2 separate regions of the Ovis aries genome follow, and region 1 is linked to region 2. The links are chromatin contacts, called in public Hi-C maps. All regions are on one chromosome and are shown on one strand. Each heading gives the region's core, a stretch centred on a gene start, on an enhancer-like site or on the middle of the called end of the contact. The rest is flanking DNA. Distances are from core to core; before and after follow the strand shown.

Region 1 (3,350 bases), core at 120-2,619, 450 kb after region 2:
TGGGGTGCCATTGCCTTCTGCGAATATGCTGTCTAGGTTGGTCATAATTTTCCTTCCAAGGAGTAAGTGTCTTTTAATTTTATGGCTGCAATCACCATCTGCAGTGATTTTGGAGCCCAGAAAAATAAAGTCAGCCACTGTTTCCACTGTTTCCCCATCTATTTGCCATGAAGTGATGGGACCGGATGCCATGATCTTCGTTTTCTGAATGTTGAGCTTTAAGCCAACTTTTTCACTCTCCTCTTTCACTTTCATCAGAGGCTCTTTAGTTCTTCTTCACTTTCTGCCATAAGGGTGGTGTCATCTGTATATCTGAGGTTATTGATATTTCTCTCGGCAATCTTGATTCCAGCTTTTGTTTCCTCCAGCCCAGCGTTTCTCATGATGTACTCTGCATAGAAGTTAAATAAGCAGGGTGACAAAGGGTGCAACAAATGCAAAAAATCCCTGAGGCAGGACTGTATTTGGCTGTTACTCCATCACTTTGAGTTTTTTTGTTTAAAGATACTGTATAATGATTATTCTCATTTGCTAAGTAACAAATGTAAGCACACCACACGCCTTGTCTGATCAAATACATAATTTTGACATGTTAACAGTTTCTTATTATGACCATTTTTCATAAACAAACTGGGTTGAGCTAGAAAATATCCACAGCCAAAAGCCACTGATTTTACTTAAAAAAATTAAATCACAGGTAATAGATGCCCGTAACGGAGACATAAATATATTGAACACATAGCACTGTTGCTTACTTTATGAAACACAAATAAATACAATTCAACTCTCTTTTTCAATACTAAAAGTGCGAGAACTCTCAAGGAACCCTAAGGGAGACGTCTAGTTGTTGGGGGAGGGAGAGGTGGTGAAATCTGCTGAAACAGAAAGGACAAGAAGGAGCCCAACTTCTGCCCCATAACTCTCAGAAAGGATGTCAAGAGAGTGGTAGAAAATTAGGAACCTGGGAGCTTGACTCTGTGGGGGAGGAAACCTGCGATCTAATTCCGGGCCTTTAGCTGCTGAATTGCCTCAGTTTTCAAGTTTATGATGCGAGGGATTCTGGGTTGGTCCCCACCACGCCCCTGTCGTCCCCAGATTCAGAGGTCTGGCTTCTCTGAGCCTCTGTGTCTGGGAGTGATAGAGCAGAGCAGCCAAAAACCAAAACTACCAAATCTCGCCTGCCGAGCGCTCCAGGCTCAGAGAGAACCTTGCCCGGGAAACCGGACCGGAGCGCGTCCCGCCCCTCGCCACGCCCCCTCACGGCCTCCAGGCCTCCCCCGGGTCCTACACGGAAACGAACGGAGGCCTAGAGAGCCGACCGGCCGCGGCTTCCGGGAGGAGTTTTGGACCCCGTGAGGCTCCGTCGGGCGCCGCGCCTCCTCACCAGAGGTAGTTGTGGAGACGCCAGGAGCCCGCCTCGTTGCAGTTGAAGAGTGCCGCGCGTCCTCAGAATGGGCGAGCATGGCTTGGAACTGGCGTCTATGATCCCAGCCCTCCGGGAGCTGGGCAGGTAGGGCCAGGCTGGCGTCTAACGTGCTCTTCCTCACCGGTCGCGCGCGTCCCCTCAACCCCGACCGCGGCCCTTGTGGAGATGCTCCACGGCTGACTGGAGCGCTTCTCCCTCAGAGAGGCCGTTGAAAGGTCGCGGGGCGCGGGGAGTCGCCGCAGACCTGCGGGATACGGGTTGGAGGGGACAGGTCGTCTGTTGATCCCACTTTACCTCAGCCGCGGGCGGGAGTTCTTCCCCCACCCCCCATCCCGAGCCCCCAGGGGATTGCCTCAGCGGCGGGAGGGAAGTTGCCTTCTGATCACTTTCTCGTCACTTTCCTTCACTCATTTGCTTCTCAAAAGCCTCGTCCCTTAGATAGGGTGCTTGCCCCCTGCACTTTCCACAGCTCCTATGCTTTATGATCACTGGTGGTATTTAGTATTTGGTATTGGTATTTAGCTTTTTGACCCAAAACTACCCTCGGAAGAAAAATGACTCATTCTGATTTTGTGCAAGGAAGCCCAGTTGTTTTAAAAAGTTTCTAAATGAAACTATAGGCCATTCTGGAGACGGGACCTTTTCGTACTGATCATCCACTCTTCAAAACGTTATTTTACTCAGAAATCCCAGGGATCTCCCACAACGTCCACAAAACATAAATGTTCACAGAATGTTGCTAAAATTTGAAGATAGCTTAATGTTCCAGTTGCAAGTTGTTATTTCCCGTAAACGTCGTATCTGTCTGACTCTTTGTGACCCCATGGACTGCAGCCTGCCAGGCTCCTCTGTCGATGGCATTTTTGTCCGCAGCCAACCAGGCTCCTTTATCCAAGGGATTTTCCAGACAAGAATACTGGAGTGTGTCTTCCCGACCCCAGCAATGGAACGAACCCACGTTTCCTGCATTGGCAGGTGGATTCTTTACCACCCAAGTAAAAGTAAAATTCTGTAAAAGAGCTGCCGAAAGAGAGGGGACACTTGTCAGTGGCTGCTATCCCCATTCAACACACGCATAGCCTTTCCTAAACCTGGCCTGAAGATGAGAGACAGGATTTTTTGTTTAATTTTTGTAATACACTGTGAATAGAAAATAAGTGAGCTTGTATACCACTGCTGCAGTTGAACTGTCGATTGGAATAGTTGCTTTTCGATTTCTTAAACTGCTTGAAAACTTAGCACACAGCCACAACTGACATTAATCCCATGGGATATTTAATTCCTTTTGTTTTTGCCATACATTTGTGTCTATCTCCACTTGTAGATCCTATAGACATTGACATTTAGTCTTCCTCAGTTACATAAATAGGAGGATATAAATGAAGGGACCATACTTATCTTAACTGAATCATCCTATTGTTGTGTGTATAATTTTTTCCCCATTTTGCATGAATGTTGCAAGCATACTTGTGTTAACATTTTGTAAAGTAACATCTACCTTTCTAAAATAAGATGAAGGCAAGTGTTCATATGGGAAACTGATATATAGATTTCATCTTTCAGGCTCAGTGTGAAGTTCAGTGTGTTTTCCCCACCTTGCTTTAATATAGAACTTATTGATTAATACTTCTCTTCCCTTTTCTGTCTTCCTCTGTAATATTTGTTAATGAAAATAATAGTATCTTGGATTTGTTTATACTCTCTTTCATCAACAGAACTTAGGTTACCTTTTACTCATTTGTAGCCATTCTAATAGAAGGAGTAGAAAAACTGACACATAGAATTGTCTAGTAATAGTTCTTAATGATCATGATTTTTTCATTGCAACTGCTTCATTCAAGCTTACTCAGTCTCCCAGTATCTCCATGATCTGGGAGAATGGAGCAGATACTATCACTTGATTAAGAAATGAAGTCATGAAAAC
Region 2 (3,428 bases), core at 78-2,577:
GAAAGTGGGAAATCATGTACTCAATTATTCCCCTCCTCACCAAGGGAAAAGGTATTGGGGAAGGAAGAAACAAACAAGAAATAAACCCCGCATGTAAAGTAGCCAAAACTAGCCCTAGTTTCTACACAACTGAAGGATTTCTGGAAAATCCATTACCGATAACAAACTAATTATAAACACCATTCACCAAACGGCATAAAGATTACAATTTAACAGAAACTGAGGAAGCAAGTATGTAACAGGTTGCATTTCCGAGAACAAATTGTACATACCAGACATGCTCCGTCTACCGTAAACGTAACTTCCTAAAACCCTACTTACAATCACACACACTCTGTAAGATGTAACAGTCCTTAGAACCTTTAAGTATTACACAACTTCTCGGATCAGCATCAAAAAGCGTTTAACAACTACTTCAGGCAGGACCTATTACTTTTAATATCGTGTTGGAGATGAGAAATTCAAAGCAAAAAGTCGATTAAAGGACCGGTCCAAGATGGCAACTTAGAACCTGATGCTAATCACAACATAACTAACGCTAAACTACTTCCACAGCTCAGTAATTTCCACAATACGTGCACACGGTTCCCTGTAAACTCAAAAGCAATTTACTAATCTTAGGTGGCTTCCAAGTATGGAAATGAGCCCTCCAAATGTACTTCCTCTTACGTGAGGTAAAACCACGTGTAGAGCGTAGCGTTAACCTTGGCGATGCATCACCGCAAAGGGGAACTGCACTTCCCACCCCGCGTCCCTTCACTATTGGTCCTCCTCTCACAACTGATGGCCCTAAAGATTATTTATTTCCCGGAGGATGTGAGGGAAACGGGGGGAGGCCGGAAGCGTGTGAGATCCAAAACCAAAGGAAAAGGAGGCAGACACTTAAGCTAAGGGAAGCGATTCCCGCCTCTCCTAGGCTCTGCCCGGCGGCCTGAAGAGCGCAACAAGCTGAAACACCCCGGCGCGTTTTCCGGATTTAAGACCTCAATCTAAATCCCTGATTTCACTCCAGTGCTAAACTCGGGCCAAAATACTCACGCCACCAGCCCTGGGGCCCCCAGTCTCGAGCCGAATCCAAGCTGGGACTAAGGGGAGACACCAGGCCTCTCAACCTGCGCACCACGGTCCGTCTGCGCCCCGGCCTACCGTCGCGACCAGAACACGGACCCCGACCCCAATCTCCTCCCGCTGGCCAGAAGCGTCTATAGCCCCCAGACGACAGTGATAGGGCCACTGACTTAAGAAGTCCTCTAAGAAATTACCTTTGAACTGGCCTTCTGAGAGCCGCCTGGCGTTTTGTCCGCCATCTTGAGCTTTGCCCCTCCTTCAGCGGCGGCAGCAGCACGGGCGAGTCGAGCACCGAAAGGCTGGATCACAGCGGAGCCCGCCAGAGGAGCCTGCAAGGCTGAATAGTCGACTGCCGACCTGAGGAATTCAAGGAGAACTGCGCCACATGACTTCCGGTGTTGAGCATTTCCTGGGCCCGCCCACTGAATATTTGGGGGCGTCTCCGTGTCGGGTTTTGCTATTGGGCCGGAGAATTTAGTGAATCTTTTCGTACTGGCTTTCGGGGCCGGTTGTTACTTCACTGTTTTTCCAGCCCCAACCCTAGATAGGTGCTGGGCGGGGAAGGAAAGACTTCTTAAAGAAGAAATGAATGATCAGCTTGGGAGGAGCTTTTACTTCAACTCAGAAAATAAATCTGAAGCCGACTGGGAGGTGGAGGGGGCGGGACGGGGCGGGGCAGGGGTTTGTCCGGCTCTCCTGGGATGAAGATGATATCCGTCCTACCTCTGGCGTCACGCCCTGCTGGGGGACGGCAAACTTGCAGTCTGTTCAAGAAAGTCGTGTCCGGAAGCATAGGAAGGGAGCTTTTGACCCAACCTGAGACTCTGGCAGTGGAGTTTTCGGATAGACTATTCGGGTCAAAACCGGGACTTGCAGAGAGAGGATGAATGAAAGGAAAATTATAAATAGACGGTGTCTATTTATATAGCATCATGTAAGTTGTCATTTTAAAAGTTACATTTTACGGTTTAATCTTGTTTTCGTTTCTAATCACAAATGGACGGGAGCACCTAAGTTCTTAATAGGATCTACATGTATGGATGTGAGAGTTGGACTGTGAAGAAGGCTGAGCGCCGAAGAATTGATGCTTTTGAACTGTGGTGTTGGAGAAGACTCTTGAGAGTCCCTTGGACTGCAAGGAGATCCAACCAGTCCATTCTGAAGGAGATCAGCCCTGGGTGTTCTTTGGAAGGAATGATGCTGAAGCTGAAACTCCAGTACTTTGGCCACCTCATGCGAAGAGTTGATTCATTGGAAAAGACTGATGCTGGGAGGGATTGGGGGCAGGAGGAGAAGGGGACGACAGAGGATGAGATCGCTGGATGGCATCACGGACTCGATGGACGTGAGTCTGAGTGAACTCCGGGGGTTGGTGATGGACAGGGAGGCCTGGCGTGCTCCGATTCATGGGGTCTCAAAGAGTCTTAGCTAATTGTCACCTGCAATGTAGGTGACCCAGGTTGGATCCCTGGGTCAGGAAGATCCCCTGGAGAAGGAAATGGCAACCCACTCCAGTACTCCTGCCTGGAGAATTCCATGGACAGAGGATCCTGGCAGGCTACAGTCCCTGGGGTCGCAAAGAGTCGGACACGACTGAGCCACTCACACACACTTACCTACTTATTGTGTGTAAAAGCCTGCATGAAGTGTTCAGAGGCTTACACAGATGACTACAATATTATCTTCATATAATTTAACATTTAATGAGGAATAGAGGGGAGATGGAGAAGGCAATGGCACCCCACTCCGGTACTCTTGCCTGGAAAATCCCATGGACCGGAGGAACCTGGTAGGCTGCGGTCCATGGAGTCGCAAAGAGTCGGACATGACTGAGCGACTTCACTTTCGCTTTTCACTTTCATGCATTGGAGAAGGAAATGGCAACCCACTGGAGAGAATCCCAGGGATGGGGGAGCCTGGTGGGCTGCCATCTATGGGGTCGCATAGAGTCAGACACGACTGACGCGACTTAGCAGCAGCAGCAGCAGAGGGGAGAAGGTACCAGCAAACTGACACTGTAGAATTCAACAGATGCTGAAAGGAAGGATCACTAGCTGTGGGAACTCTGAAAGAATTAATTCTGAAGGTGGAGATGGGGTAAACAGATGGAGGTTTCAGAGAGCAGGAAGCCAACTCTGAAGAAGAAGGAGAATTTTGTTTGTTGGATGGTGTTGGGGGAGAGGGAGGGGAGGTTGGAGTGGTGGTGATCTGATACATGGAAAGGCTAACAGGCCTGTGCCAGGCACTGAGGAATCAGCAAGTTGGGTAGGGCTCCTGTTCTGTGTGAGCAGGTTGGGGTAGAACAAATAGTAAACAAGCAAAAAAAAAAAGAAATGGTCAGAAAGTAACAAGTGTGAAAT

What was found. A called contact is a pair of places that touch in the nucleus more often than the background predicts.
Region 1: a Hi-C map of liver shows a contact between it and region 2, with 5 times the contacts expected there. The contact joins the promoter of ATR here to the promoter of U2SURP in region 2. A contact is called at or near these places in 5 of 16 Hi-C or Micro-C datasets (hypothalamus, liver, mixed tissues and 2 more).

Annotation. Positions count from the first base shown.
Region 1 is chr1:247,071,695-247,075,044 of ARS-UI_Ramb_v3.0, forward strand. ATR (ATR serine/threonine kinase) reads left to right here and starts at 1,370. Exons shown (of 47, transcript XM_012102124.5): 1 at 1,370-1,510. The coding sequence starts at 1,452.
Region 2 is chr1:246,622,193-246,625,620 of ARS-UI_Ramb_v3.0, forward strand. It overlaps U2SURP (U2 snRNP associated SURP domain containing), which reads right to left and starts at 1,328. Exons shown (of 27, transcript XM_060405600.1): 1 at 1,263-1,328. The coding sequence starts at 1,307. It overlaps LOC121817228 (a long non-coding RNA gene), which reads left to right and starts at 1,501. Exons shown (of 2, transcript XR_006057032.2): 1 at 1,501-2,413.